Linked DNA regions of Anser cygnoides: region 2 is linked to region 1. A link is a contact called in public Hi-C data. All regions are on one chromosome and are shown on one strand. Each heading gives the region's core, a stretch centred on a gene start, on an enhancer-like site or on the middle of the called end of the contact. The rest is flanking DNA. Distances are from core to core; before and after follow the strand shown. Region 1 holds the start of FMNL2 (formin like 2). Region 2 holds the start of PRPF40A (pre-mRNA processing factor 40 homolog A).

The links. A called contact is a pair of places that touch in the nucleus more often than the background predicts.
Region 2: a contact with region 1 is called in a Hi-C map of liver, with 8 times the contacts expected there. The contact joins the promoter of PRPF40A here to the promoter of FMNL2 in region 1. A contact is called at or near these places in 2 of 7 Hi-C or Micro-C datasets (both in liver).

What each region holds. Positions count from the first base shown.
Region 1 is chr6:40,620,573-40,627,601 of Taihu_goose_T2T_genome, reverse strand. It overlaps FMNL2 (formin like 2), which reads right to left and starts at 2,957. Exons shown (of 27, transcript XM_066999321.1): 1 at 2,634-2,957. The coding sequence starts at 2,750.
Region 2 is chr6:40,769,158-40,776,229 of Taihu_goose_T2T_genome, reverse strand. It overlaps PRPF40A (pre-mRNA processing factor 40 homolog A), which reads left to right and starts at 2,241. Exons shown (of 26, transcript XM_066999323.1): 1 at 2,241-2,734; 2 at 3,554-3,691; 3 at 6,655-6,735. The coding sequence starts at 2,369. It overlaps LOC125185025 (a long non-coding RNA gene), which reads right to left and starts at 2,442. Exons shown (of 2, transcript XR_007169862.2): 1 at 2,328-2,442; 2 at 1-9.

The DNA of each region.
Region 1 (7,029 bases), core at 1,708-4,207:
CCACCTTCCTGGACTTTATGCTCTCGCACGAGCTGGGAACCGAGGGAATTATTGTACATATCCCAACAAAAGGGAAGAACTCCCGTCACTTCGATAGGATGGAAAAAACGACACAGCTGGCAGATCTCTCTCAGACGATCCTCTACACCTCTCTGTTAAGCACACACCACCAATGTCCTCCTGAAATACACAGGCAAATGACCCCTGGTCCTCCCCTGCAGAGACAAGTAAATCCTCATTGCAACAGGGAGCCCAGGGAAGCGTGTTTACTTCACCAGCCGCTAAATCCATGCCAGATAACATAGGTTCACAGGGACAACCCTCCCGTGTTACCGACTCAAGGACCGGGAGGTGTGATGCAGCCAGACCCGGCCCTGATGTCCTTCACCCTGGCGGGCCGCGTGGCACGCACCCAGCCCATCCTCAGTAACGCCCGCGGCACCGTTACAGGCGAAGGAACGTCTCAGCACCGTTAGATTTGAGAGCTTCACTGGAAAACAGTGACCCGGAGCACTTCTCCAGGCATCTCCTGCAATTTACGCGCCTCAAACCTCAAAGAGTGAGGCTAACCAAGGAGGCAATGAGATGACTGTGTGATTGAAGCGGACAAACTGCTACATCAGAGACCTTCCACAAAACGAAGGCTGCTAACAACCTAGCAAACGCCAGCTAGCACACACGTGTACCATCTCCAGGCGCCCCGCTGCTCGTCCACCCGCTGCGCAGACCACAGAGCTACTGGAGTAGATTAGGGTAGCATGTTCCAAGTGGAAAAAATAAGACAGCAGCCAATGTTACAGCACTTACAGCAAACATGACCAGCCTGCGCTCTCTTCATGGACATGCACGTGGTTCAGAGGGCGGCTGCCACGAGCGTGGCAAAGCAGGAACCTTCCCCACACGGCCCCACTGTTATGCACAGAGACGACCTGCTCAGCATGACGACCGTGTACCTGCAGGCAGCTGCACCTTCATCGGCCTCAAAAGCGGTCTTGGAAACATCATTAGCAGCAACAAAATCGCTATTGCCAGCAAAGCCCTTTGGGATCTCAGCAGTGCGCGAGGAACGGTTATGCCAGGCTAAATTCTTAAACCAGAGTGCCGAGAACGTGAGCTTCAGTCCTGGGAAGTTCAGCATCTCTTTCTTCGTACTCATCTCCTGACTAATCCCCTCTCCCTACAGAAAATAGTCCTCATCTCTGCTTTTCCCCAGACTGCCATTCCTTTCTCATTAATCTCTGCTATTTTACGGCCTGCCCAGTGCTGGGGTTTAACCAGTGCCACAGCCATCTTCCCCTCTGCGCTGCAGAGAAAACAAAATAATAACAGCCCTGGAGTTTATTCTTCCATAAACTGGTCAGATATTTCCTGGAAGCTGCAACAAATACCAGCCATCCCTCACTGGTTTCGAGAGCAGGCTAAAGGCAGTTCTCAGCTCGCTGTGCCAGCAGCGGCCCTGGAGCCCCATCTTGCAGCTCCTCCTGCCAGGCGCGGAGCAGGGATCCGACAGACCGATCCCACAGACGTGCCTGCACTGCCACCGTTCCCTCCAGCGAAGCAGCGGCCGGTCCTCTGAGCCTTAATTTCAGCGCACCTTCTGCAAACAGATGCCACCCGCTCCTCGCAAGCGCCTCAAGAAATCACGGGCTCGGCCCTGCTACCTCCCGTCTTTATGTTACGCGTTTATCTACGACGCTCTGACGCTTCTCCCTTCCACCGACCCAGCCGGCAGGTCCCGGTTTTCCTCCTGCTGGCCGTGCAGGCAGGCTAAGCCGGGCCCCCTGGGTGCGATGTGCCGGAGCAGGGCTCAGGGGCCGTACGTGGGGGCATCCCCCCGCCAGCACAACGCCCGCGGGGTTCCCCGACAGGCGCGGGGCGAGATCAGGCGTTTTCCCGTAAACCTAATAATCGCAACATCTCACTCACCATTTGGCTCATCGGCGGGGGGTTCCCAGCTGAATAGGCTTATTCTTTTCTTAGGCACGATAATCTAATTGGGTCTAACCCGAAATAAATCCTGCGCACATACCAGTGAGCGCCCACCCCGAGCAGCGGCACCGCAGGAGCCGGGGGCCGCCCGTCCCCGTCCCCGTCCCCGTGGCTGTCGCGGGAGCCACTCCGGCCGCTTTCGCGGGACGCGAGGGGACCTCGGGGTACGGCACACACACGGGTTCATGCCCCCCCCTCTGCCCAGCTCCTGGCTTTCACGCCAAAAGCGAGCGCGGTGCCGGAGCCCCCGGGCGGCGCCCACCTCCTGTGGCTGCGGGACCACCGGGACCGCCCCGCCAGGGCCGGTGCGCGGCGTCGGGAGAAGCTGCAGGAGCAGCAGGGCTCCGGCCGGGCAGCCCTTTGTGCTCCTCAGCTGGAGGGACTCAAACGCGGCCAGAAAGGAGCCGAAGCCAGAGGCAAAGTCCGCGCGGCCGGCCCGCCGCCGCCGCCCGGCCCCGGCCCGGCCCGGCACAGCCCGCAGGTGCCCGGGGGCAGGCGGCCCCAGCCCGGGGGGGCTCCGGCACAAACCCCCCCCCCCGCTCCCCGCCGAGCCCACCCGCCCCCGGCCCGGGGCAGCGCCGCGCTCCCGCCGCCCCCTCCCCGCCCCCGGCCGGCCGCCCGCAGACAATGGGGCCGGCGCTCACCAGCACGACGGCGAAGCGCTCCTCCAGCTCGCCGGGCTCGGGCATGGGCAGCTTGAGGGGCACGCTGTGCGCCCGGAGCTCCGTCTGCTGCGAGTCCACGCTCCCCGCGTTGCCCATGGCGGCGGCGGCGGCCCCTCCGCGCTGCCTCCGCGCTCCGGCGCCGCCGAGCCAGGCGGGCTCGGCGCCCCGCGGTCGCCCTCTAGCACCGACGGCGGAACGCCGCGCCGCCGCCCGGCATGGCTCGCCGCCCTCGCCCTCCCCCCGGGGCGGGCTCGCTCCGGCTCCGGCTCCGGCTGCGGCTCCGGCTCCCCCGCATGCCGCCCCGCGGTCCGCACAAAGCCCCGCTCCGCCCCCGGCCCGGGGCGCGCTGGGACTCGTAGTCCCGCCGGCCCTCCTCAGCCCCGCCGCGACCCTCGGCCCGCCCCGGCCCGCCCCGGCCGCCCCCGGCCTCCATTTTACCTCACAAGGGCGGCCCGGGCTGCCCCGCGGGGGTCGCCTCACGCAGGCAGCCCCTCGCCGTCCCCGCACGGAGACGGCGGTTTGGGGAGCCCGGCCGTGGTTTGAGGCGCCCAGCCGTGTTTTGGGGAGCCCGGCCGTGTATTGGGGAGCCCGGCCGTGGTTTGAGGCGCCCAGCCGTGTTTTGGGGAGCCCGGCCGTGGTTTGGGGTGCCCAGCTGTGGTTTGGGGCACCCGGCCGTGGTTTTGGGGCACCCAGCCACGGTTTGGGGCGCCGTGACAGGAATTGGGGTGAAGATGCCGCCCTCGTGGCTCCGAGCCTTGTTTGTTTAGAGCCACGCGAGCTGTGTAAGGGATTTTCAGGGAGTCCTCCCGGGGCGGCCTCGCTTTCCAGCCCCACAGACCGGGCTTGGGTTTCGTGAAGGCAGCAGGATGGGGTGATAAATAAATCCCAAAGTTCAAGGTGATGCCGCCTGAACAAGCCCATAAACACAACAGTGTTGCCTCAGCGTCACCCTGCAGATCGTCCTTGTCCCCCGTGCATCAAAGCCGCCCTCTCGCCAGATGTTGTTGACTGACTTTTTTTTTTACCATTTCCTGTAAACTCTCTCTGGACCAAAAAGATCACGACGGTCAAGCCCAGACCACATTAACGCTTGGAGCTGGGCTGCTCTCCGTTCACCCCGCGGCATTACAAACACTAGCCAAGTGGCGAGGTGCCTGGCGTGGGTTTGGAGGAAAACTCTGCAACTTGGCCAAGATGGCATTGACCCATTTGGTGACCCCGCTGCATTGCACTGATACCTCCATCTGAGGCCTGATTCCTTCCCTGCCGCACACCTGGCAATCCGAATCCCTGTTTTATATTAGCATTCGATTGCCCTTCCAAAGAGGAATGAATTTCACCGAGCCTCACCGTCACGAGGGCACACTCACTGACTCCTGGCCCATTCTTGCTTTGGCATCGCGGAGTAGGGGTTTGCATATGCATCGCTTTGGTGCACGGTGCTGTGCCAGCTCGCAATTATGAATAAAATTGAAAACATCATTAAAGGCTTTCAGCCATTATGTGCGAAGTTCTGCATTTCTGCTGCCAGCTAGTTCAGGAAAGTCAGTGAATCTCATGAATCAAATTACACGAGGATTCACTAGCGCTGTTACCTGGCAGGCAGCAGTAAATGTACCGGTGTGCTCTGCAAAGGGGTTTGGCCAGATCCATCAGTTTCTGCTGGGATATGGGATATTTTTGGCTTTGCCTGGTAGGAGTTGGTAACTATCCATGTGGAGATTCATCTGGGGGAAAAGAAAAGCAAGAAAATGTGCATGATTATTTAGCAACAGGAGAGCACGGCACGATTGGAAACATTCTTGTCCAACAGACAAGAATTTCTTAAAACTGCTTCGCTAACACCCTAAAATGCTTACAATATCCTTAACAAGGTAATTTTTTAAAACTGTAGACTGCCCTTTAGTTAATTAAGCTTCTCAGGGCTCCTGTGAGATAAGGGAGCATCGGAGTATCACAGACGAGGGCTGGGGGTCAGGCTGCAGGGTGACATTCGGGGACCAGGAGCTGCTGCTAGCCATGCATACCTGGGGAAGGTGAGGATAACGGCAGGTCAAACTGGATTCCTTGGCTGACGTTGAGGCAAGGAGCCATGGGCTGTCCTTCAGCCAGTTCAGCTCCAAATCATGCTATAAGGCATATGCAGTTCAAAACCAGACTTGCGAAATTTTTAATGAAACTAACCATCCGTGCGCACGGTGACTGTTTACCATAAATGCAGTATGCACAAAGGGAAGGAATTCTTTTAAGAGAACAAAATTATTTTTGAACAATTTGTTGTAGTCCGTCGCTGGGGTGCCAACATTAGCAAGCATTAAAATCAGCGCGGCAGCATTGCTGAATAAAAAGCTATTTAGCTGGCTCACGCTTAAACTAAAGAAATTATTCTGGGATAAAAATTAATTAACAAGACCTCAGTTTTGCAATTATTTATTTAAACTAGATAACCAGCTACACCATTTCTAGTTTCCAGAGTTCATCCCAGGCGTCCGAGCTGTTCATGCTGGGTGATGCCACCAGGGTGTCACTGGCTGAGCCGGGGTTAATGGCCACACCAGCTCCGCAAGGGCTCCGAGCCATAATCGCATGTGGAATTTCACTGGGGAATGAGACAAATACTTCCCAGCCTTTACCGATGCGGTCCGATAGCTCTGTCACCAAGATCTCTGTGTCAAAACAAAGCTGGAAGTTTGGGTTCAAGCCTTTCTTAAATTCCTCTGAACTACTGGACTAGGATCTTTTTATGAAGCCTCATTTTTGCCAATGCTCAGCATTTCCCGATGGATCCTGAGCTGACATTTCTGTGGAGTTCCAGACGATTTGATTTAACGCTTTTGAAGCTGGAGGGTCAGTGTCAGGCTTTAATAAATAGCTAGGTACTAGCTCAGCAATGGCAGAGGCAGTGTTCATTCATAATAAAGATGTACTGCGACCGTAAACTCCGTTGTGAGCTGAGCGGCGTACACTTAAGAAGAGATTATTGATTGCAGCACCGTAACAGCTGACCTTGCCTGGAAGGCTACAGAGGACTTCTTCTATAATAAATGGGAAAAAGAAAAAAAAAAGAAAAAAAGCTGGATTCTGAGAATAGCCTTTGCAAGGAAAATCATCTTCTGCGGTGATATCCCGATGATAGGGAATCAGGGACCTGATAGATAGTCTTTATCTTTGCGCACATCAGCTGTTAAAGAGGAGGAGGTTGCACCTGGGGTTGCCGTGTTTTACCCAGTACGACATATCTGTTAATCTACCTCAGTGCCTGTTAGCCTTGTATTTATAGAGATTTCCTCCAAGAGCCAGCAACCTGCCTTATCTAGCCCCAACAGATTGCAGAAATAAGTTGTAAAATAACGGTCGGGCCTGCTGGACTTAACAGTATTGCAGGTTATCTTTGAACGGTACATGATTTGTTTGAAAATTAATTAAATACACATCAGTAAAGCACCTGGAACCCGAAAAGTCCGCAGTCACTCTGAAGGGCCTTACTGATCGTCACGCCGACTTCTTTTCTACAGGCGCCTGTACGTCAGCACCTAAAGCCTCATCGGCTTTGATCCTACCTCCTGCCATGGCGGTGGGCACGTCCCCGCTCTGCCAACATCCCCTTCGTGCCCGTGTCCACAGCCTCATCGCACACGCCTGTTCCTGCACCCTGCGCCGAGATCTGAGCCTCTGATAGCAGATGCAAATGGCCCGAGTCCCAGCACGCCGAGTTATTAGGCTCACATCTTGTTAGCCCTCTGATTTCTCTCTGTTTGCTAGAAATCAGATTATTAACTTTGAATCTGATTTACTCGCAGCAGCTACGCTCTGCTGTTACGGTGCTGACGTCCTTGGACTCGCTGCCAGCGCTGGTTTGGGGAGATCAGAGGCAGCGCCTCGGAGCCAGGCCGTGACATGGGCGGCAGTCGGCTCTGCTCAGAGCGTCCCGGCGGCAGCGAGCTCCAGACACGGCATCCCCACATGTCTGGGCGCGGGGACCTGCAGCCGCTCAGCCCAAAAGCCGCTGGCACAAGGATTTTGCACCTCTCTTCCGACCCTTTATTTATTTCTTCGAAATATTCAGGCTCGGTCCCTGAAGCAAGGCTGTGTGCGCGGCAGAGCCGGCGGGGACGCGGCAGTGAGAGCTCTCTCTAGAGTCCAGAGAGTGCAACTCTCGGCGTGAATCCGAACACGTGCGCTTGGCAGAAAAGCCGCGGTAATGGCAAACAACCCGACTTGTGCCTCTGCCACTTTATTGACCCGGATTTCTGCAGGTGAGGCAGCGCTGGCTCGGCACAGCCGCGACTGCTCGCCGAGAGCAAACCTGCCTGGCACTGCCGGCCGGGGGGATGCGGCCCGGGGTATTTTTAGCGAAGCTCCGGTCCTCCTGCTT
Region 2 (7,072 bases), core at 992-3,491, 150 kb before region 1:
TTGGGCAGTCTGCAAGAGACGAGCAGTTTCCAAAAGAACTGTTTCAGATTCACAATGAAGTTTGCCAAAACAGCAATCACTAAAGTACGTAATTTTGCATTTAGAAACAAATTCAAACGTTTAAAAAAAATCAAGTCTTGAATAATACAGTAGTACAGTAGGACATGCCAACCTGTCAGGAAAGGACACCGATCAGAAAAACCGATGAAGATACACCAATTGTTTGGTATGACAGAAATCAAGTTTTAATATCCTGTTCACAAGCTGTCCTGTTTTATCACACAGCGATTAAACATTCAAAACTTCAACAAGGTTTAAAAAAAGCATATTAAAGTAAAAGCACCTTTACAGATCAACAACTCAATCCTCCCATATTACCATTCATGCTTTTAAATTTCCTCCTTTGGTCACCATAGAAGCTAACATCAATCTGAGCAAATTCAGCACGTCTTCATAAAAGGATAACTAAGACTCAATCAAAGAGACACTGAAAATCAGAAGCAAGCTATGTGGTTCACATATCATTTGCCTGATGCGTTTGTCTCCATCTTTCAATCAGGAACCCAAAAACATGCTTAGTATCGTTAACTCTTTCATAATACACCTTAAAAAGCCAGCTCAAAGTGTCAAGATAACGCTTTCCTACAGTAATTTGGCAGAGCCACACACACGGTTTTGCTGCCCTCACACGCAGCACTGAGAACAGCATTTGGCTCCCACAGGACAACCCGCTGGGAATTTAGTACCTTACTTACATGAGAACTCTTAATTGGATGCTCTCACCTAAGCCCAGTGAAACTTGAGGTGTATTCTTTCAGCCTGGGTATAGCATATCGTATTAACAGAGATTTATAATCATAAGAGTATCCGAGGTTGGAAGGGACCTCTGAAGATCACCTAGTCCAACTCCCGTGCCAAGCAGGATCACCTGGAGCACGTTGCACAGGTGATAATCTGGGCATTTCATACAACACCTGCATGGAATCTTAATTATTAAGAGATAATTAATTGACTTGACAGGCACATTTGACGAAGAGGAAAGCCACTGGCAGAACTAGAAACATTTTCCATCAACAAATTCCAAGTTCCACCAGAATACCGCTGCAGATCTTGTTGCAGGGCCACATAGATGGTAACTCCGGATCTTTGCTGGATCCCATCTCGCACAAATCCTATCAGTTATCACTTTGAACCGAAGACTACCATTGAAAAGACTTGTTAAATGACGGGGGTGTGACAGCTGTAAGAGCACTTTCACACCTAGAAGCTACTACACTTGTGGTATCCAATGTGTCCCACCCCCCCCAAAAAAAAACAAACAAACAAAGGCACCCCAAACACCACTACATCCAAAGGGCCACATTCACAACTGATTTTAACAAACTACAGGAGTTATATGGAGCTCAACTGCATTTTAAATTACAGATACTCAAAAAGCAGTGAGTTGGTGCTACCTGTAAATGTACGTAATTAAAGAGAGGGTTTACACATACAGTGCAAGTTTTACCTAGCTATAACAACTTCATTCTTCACGCCAGCCTTGCATTATTTTAAGTATTTGTGTATGTACCACACGCAAAGAGCACACACCTCCGTGTTGTAACACTTTATTGAAACCCAAGGTTACACTTCATTTCAGTTACAGCTGTGGCAGATTTTCACGTCAGACGAACTTCCAGCTCTCCTTTTTCCCCCCTCCCCTTTCTCTCAGGGCTTCCGGCACCGGCCCTCACTGGAGGCCGCAGGCCGGGGCTCCCACAAAGCACAAAACCCCCCGGTTTCATACCGATTTGCCCCCCAAAAATGTCCCACAGCCTACACGCCCCGACCGCCCCCCCCCCCCCGCCGGGTCCCGCCGGCCCAGCGGGCGCCAACCACCTCGCGCCCAGGACGGGGGGAGCCGTGGCCACCCCGCCTCGCGCGCGCGCTCACCCCCGCTTCGGCCCGTACCAACGCGCCGTGACGCAGGGGGGGACGGACGCGCGCAAGCCTTCGGGCCGGCGCGTTCTATCTACGGCCCGGCGCACGGGGGGGATCGCCCGCCCCCTCCCTGCCCGCTCAGGCAAGCGATGCCTCAGCCGCGGCGCTGTTCCCCTCCTTCTCAAGTGCTGTGGTACCACCCAGCTCCTGGTGGCCCGCCCCGGGCCCACGTGATCACTTTCCCGGCGTCCCCCGGGCTCGGCCCCGCCGCAGCTTCCCCCGCGCCCGCTCCGCTCCCGCTCCCGGGCCCGGCCCCGCCGCTGCCCGCGCTTGGCTCGGCCCGGCCCGGCCCGACCGCAGTCCCCCCGCCGCCGAGGGGCCGCTCCCGCCTCCTCCCCGCCTCTCACCTCTCCGCCCGTTCCTCGGGGCAGCCGCTCCCGGCCGGGACATGTCGGGCGGCGACTCCGCGGCGGCGGCGGCCGCGGCCTCCCCTCAGCCACTGCCCTTCTCGCTGCCCAAGCCGCCCCCCCTCATGCAGCTGACGCCGGGGGACGCCGTCCGGCCCGTGGCCGCCGCCGCCGCCGACCAATCGCCGAAGGGCAGCCGGCTGGCGGGCCGCCCCGATTGGCCGGCGGGCAAGCCAGTCAGCCTGCTGGCGCCGCTGCTCCCGCCCCGCGGCGAGCCCGAGCCCCTGATGCCCTTCGGGCCCTCGTCGCGGCAGCCGCTGCGGGGGCGGCTCCTGGGCAGGTGCGGCGGGGGCAGCCTGCTGAGCCCCGCCATGCGGCCCGGGGCCGTCGACCGCGGCTCGCTTATGGTGAGTGCGGGGCGGGGCGGGGGGAGCGCCGGGAAGCGGGGGGGAGGTGGCTGGGGGGACGGTGGGGGGGGTGGGGAGGGTGCTGCTGCTGCTGCTGCCGCCGCCCTGAAATGGCACCCTCAGGTGGTGCTTCCGTAGTGACCTGGAGCAGTTACCTGCGGAAGTGTGGTGCGAGGCCGGGCTGCGTGCTCTGCGAGTGAGTTCGTTCACAGCACGGCTCCTAAAGGACCCCTAGAACCAGCGCTTGTGGCCACGACAGAAGGCACGTGCTGTAATGCGGGAATTTTGAACGAACGGCATCTCTCATCCGTAGACATTTTTGTCCTTGCAGCGTGACCATACCAGGAATCGCGAGAGTAACAAAGTTCAGTTGTTTAATAAGGAGACGGTGATCACATTCACTGTAAAAACTACCAGATCACATTCATTGTAAAAACTCTCTCAGACTTGGATATGAGGAGTGAAAGGAATGCGTGTAACTTTGCACAGTGAGCAAACTCGCTCATAGTTGTTGCAGAAGAGCACACAGAAGTAGTTACAGGCCCAAGTTTAGTACGCTTTGCTGTGACAAGCCGTAAGGTGGCTTAAGAAAGACTTGTGGAGGTTTCATTTGGATGTTGGTTTAGAAACTTTATTTGTTCTAATGCTCACGACTCTAGAGGACCTGGAAGATCAAATGCTTACTGTCATTACTGCTACGCAGTGTTGAGTTAGTCGATTAAATAATTTTCAGTTCAGCGTTCAGCCTCTCTTTGTTCGCAATGCTTTTGTGAGTCGTTAGCTTCACGCTCATTTTTTTCCTTTGTTGCTGCCTTTCAGATGGGACACCCAGGGATGCCACATTACCCGCCCATGGGAATGCACCCCATGGGGCAGAGGCCACCGAACATGCCGCCGGTTCCGCATGGTATGATGCCTCAGATGATGCCTCCCATGGGAGGACCACCGATGGGGCAGGTAACGCATTTTTAGTGTCTTTTTCTTTCTTCCCATAACGATGTTAGGTCATCCCCGTTTGTAGGTAAGTCTCATACGGCAGCTTGCAAGTGCTAAGGTTAATCATTCAGGGTGTCTTACGCCACCGCTCCTATCCACCTGCAGCGTGCAGAAACTCTTCTCATTATAGCAGATAATCAATACGCTTCATTTGGCCTTTAAGCATCAGTAGTTGTAGGTATGGACCTGTAATTTGAATAAAAAAGATGCTGCTGCTTTTGCATGGATTTTGGAGAAGTAAGGTTGTCATCTTAGTACACATTAGAATCGAAAAGTGTTGGTTCTTCTCAGAAGTAGAAAAGGTAGAGAACTTCGTGTTTCATTTGTTCTTGGCTATCTGCTCTGTCCAGGTAGACGAAAATTGCAGGGAAAAATATTTACAACATGAGTTTTTGCAGAATTCCTTCCAGAATCCTAGGGAGTGACGTGTAATATGCTGTTGTTGCTAGTGGAATGTGCAGTTCGAAAAATAAACTTGGCTGTTCACATTGACGGGTGTGGAGCTGGGTTGACAGGTAGAGTAGCCAGAATCATAGCTGTGCTTTTTGTTTGTTTAAAGCTGTATTTTAAATAATGAAAAATCCTTTCCTGTGTGGTTTCCAATTAAGCAGCAGTTCTCTTTCTGGACTTAAGAAGTGCTGTAGTAATGCTGCTTGTGATAGTGGTTTGCCTAAGTAGAAACTGAGGGTTATGAGCTAGACTGGCGAGGGGGTGACGTGAACGGTTAACGCCTCAAGAAGAGCCCACGAGGTCATCCTGGCCGCTCCTTGTGCTCCTTTGCAGTACCTTGGATAGAGCACGTGCTTTGTTTTTTTCCACTGATGCACTGAGCCTGAGAGGACTCTTCAGCATGGTTTTGCAGCCTGTTGATCTGCAAAATTAATGCAGTTGTAAAAGGTGAGGAGGACTTGGCTGTTGGTATGATAGCTAATGGCGTGAGTTTTTGTGTGTGCTTGTTAAAAACTTCAATAGCAATTCTATTTTATTCCTTTGCTTAACAGGCGTTTTGGTTTGTTTCCTTCTATTCCATTATTCTTACCTATGTAATGTGTGTGTAACGTTCTTACCCATTTCAGTGTCTAATATTTTAGTGAGCAATGTAGATAGAGAACTGAGGAGTTTTTGGTAGATGTAAATAGCTGAAGATAAATGGCATGGCAGAGAGGGGATTAGAGGCTCGATCATCCTGCGGCCCTGAGGCTGGGACGGGGTGGTGATACCCCCACACCAGACAGGTGGAAGTGTCAGCTCGCGTTGGCTTGTTTCCTTGGGTGATAACCACTTTCTTCCAGCAGTTATCGGAGGTTATTTGGGAAACTTTGCAGGATGAGGTGTTTTCCTAGCTTGTTTGTCTCCTTTCTGAGGTGAACCCCTGTAGGGCAGGTAACTACCTTGCATAGGTAACAGCAGTAGTGTGGCCTTCTCTCAGCATCAGTCAGAGGAAGGAAGGCCTTTTGGAAATGAGTAGGGTCGCCTTCCCAACAGATTATTTTTTTTTAACTTTGTGTCTTAGTGTCACACACGAACAGAGCAGAGCTCGGGGTTTCTGCAGGACCTGGGCCAGGGCTTTTAAGAAGCTTGATGCTCTCAGAGCCCCCTTAGTTGGACGTAGCAGTGGGGCAAGAGTGCTTTCTTCTCCTGCTTCTACAGGATGGCGAGGAATAGGAGGGACCGCCTTCCAGTCTTTCCTTCCTCCCTCACCCTCCCAAGAAAACCTTGTGGATTGAGGGTGGAGCAGTAGCCCTACCACATACCCTCTTTCCCCACGAGATGCAAGATGAGGAGAGTGGTAACCTGGTGCTCCCTGAAGATACAGGGGGATGGGGTCTCTTGGCCAGCCTGCCAAGGACAATAAAGGTAAAGGGGCACAACTGGAAGGTTGAAGGGGGTTGACTTCTAGAGATCTGTTTGGGATCGGTGGCCAAAAAATTGTGTTGGCAATACCTCGATTATTTATTTTGTTCCTTTTGCCACTTTATTAATAGTTTAGCAGTTCTTGGAAGTCAGGATCAGTAAAAATAATAATAACGGGAAACATACAAAATATTAAATACTTTTTTCAGTAGCGTTATCAGCTTTCCAGCGTATCAGTTCAGTGCGTAACTTCTGCATAACCATCCCTTTGAGACTGTAAGCATAAATATTGGAGCCGAGGCTACCTTATCTGAGTAGCAGTTCCGTGTTTTGTGTCCCATCAGATCACCCGACAAACTCAGATACAAGTCTAGACTCAAACTTTCCCTTGCTGTGGTACGGTGTTTATCCCCATTGCCAAGTTCACATTGTACATGGTTTAATATTGTATGTCTATATGAAGATTTTCATCCAGATGTTTAAAAAAGAGAGTTCAGAAATCAGGGGTTTTGATGTTTAAATTTAATAGCTCTCTACATCTTGAAGTTATTTGCAGAAATTCATTCTTCTAGTGTCCCTGTAAAGCGTTCCTTCCTGTTTGCAGAGGTGAGAGGAAAGGGAGACAGGTTGAAAGTTGCAAAAAACATTGTGAGCACAACTAATCTTAGACTCTGAGTTTACCTTTCCTACGTTTAATTCATTCCATGTGACCTTGGAAGTTTGCAGAAATTTTTCCCAACCTTTATTTTTCCTGTTTTAAGTTAAGATTTCAGTAATAGCTTATCACACAGATTACATACCTCATCATTTGCTGCTGTTCTTTTGTTGACGTGGTGGTCTTTGTTAATACTACTTATCAGACTTCAGAATAATTGAGACATGTTACTCCTAATGTAAGTTTTTGTAGGAATCAGGATTCTACAGAAGTAACTTACTTTTTGTTTCCAAATGCTTAGAAGGTTCATTTGTATTAAAGCAAGTGTCATGTAATTATTTTAAAACAAAGATGAGGCATCATATTTAATGTTTAAAATATCATAAAGCATATCTGAAGTACTGTTTAATTACAGATGCCTGGAATGATGCAGTCGGTAATGCCCGGAATGATGATGTCTCACATGTCCCAAGCTGCTATGCAGCCTACAGTTCCGGTGAGTTTAATTTCACTTTTTTGAATTTGAAAATGTCTTTGTGTCAGCTGTTTTTGTTTAGCATGGGTATGTCTTTGTTTTCTTCAGCTGGACTGTGAAAAAGCTATTGCTAATTGTGATGGAGCTTTATGTAGGAGATAATTTATTTGGGAGCTAAAGACAGAGATATTGGGGTAATGGCAGGAGAGACCCCTGGTGTAGCTTATTTTGTATGTTGCCTTTCTGAGAATTAGCTTGATGTTCCTAATTCAAGTCAACAGTAATAATTGTGTGGGGGGTGGGAAGCTAGGAATCCGTATTTAAGACATTAGAGCATTTTGCTGCTGGACACCCACTT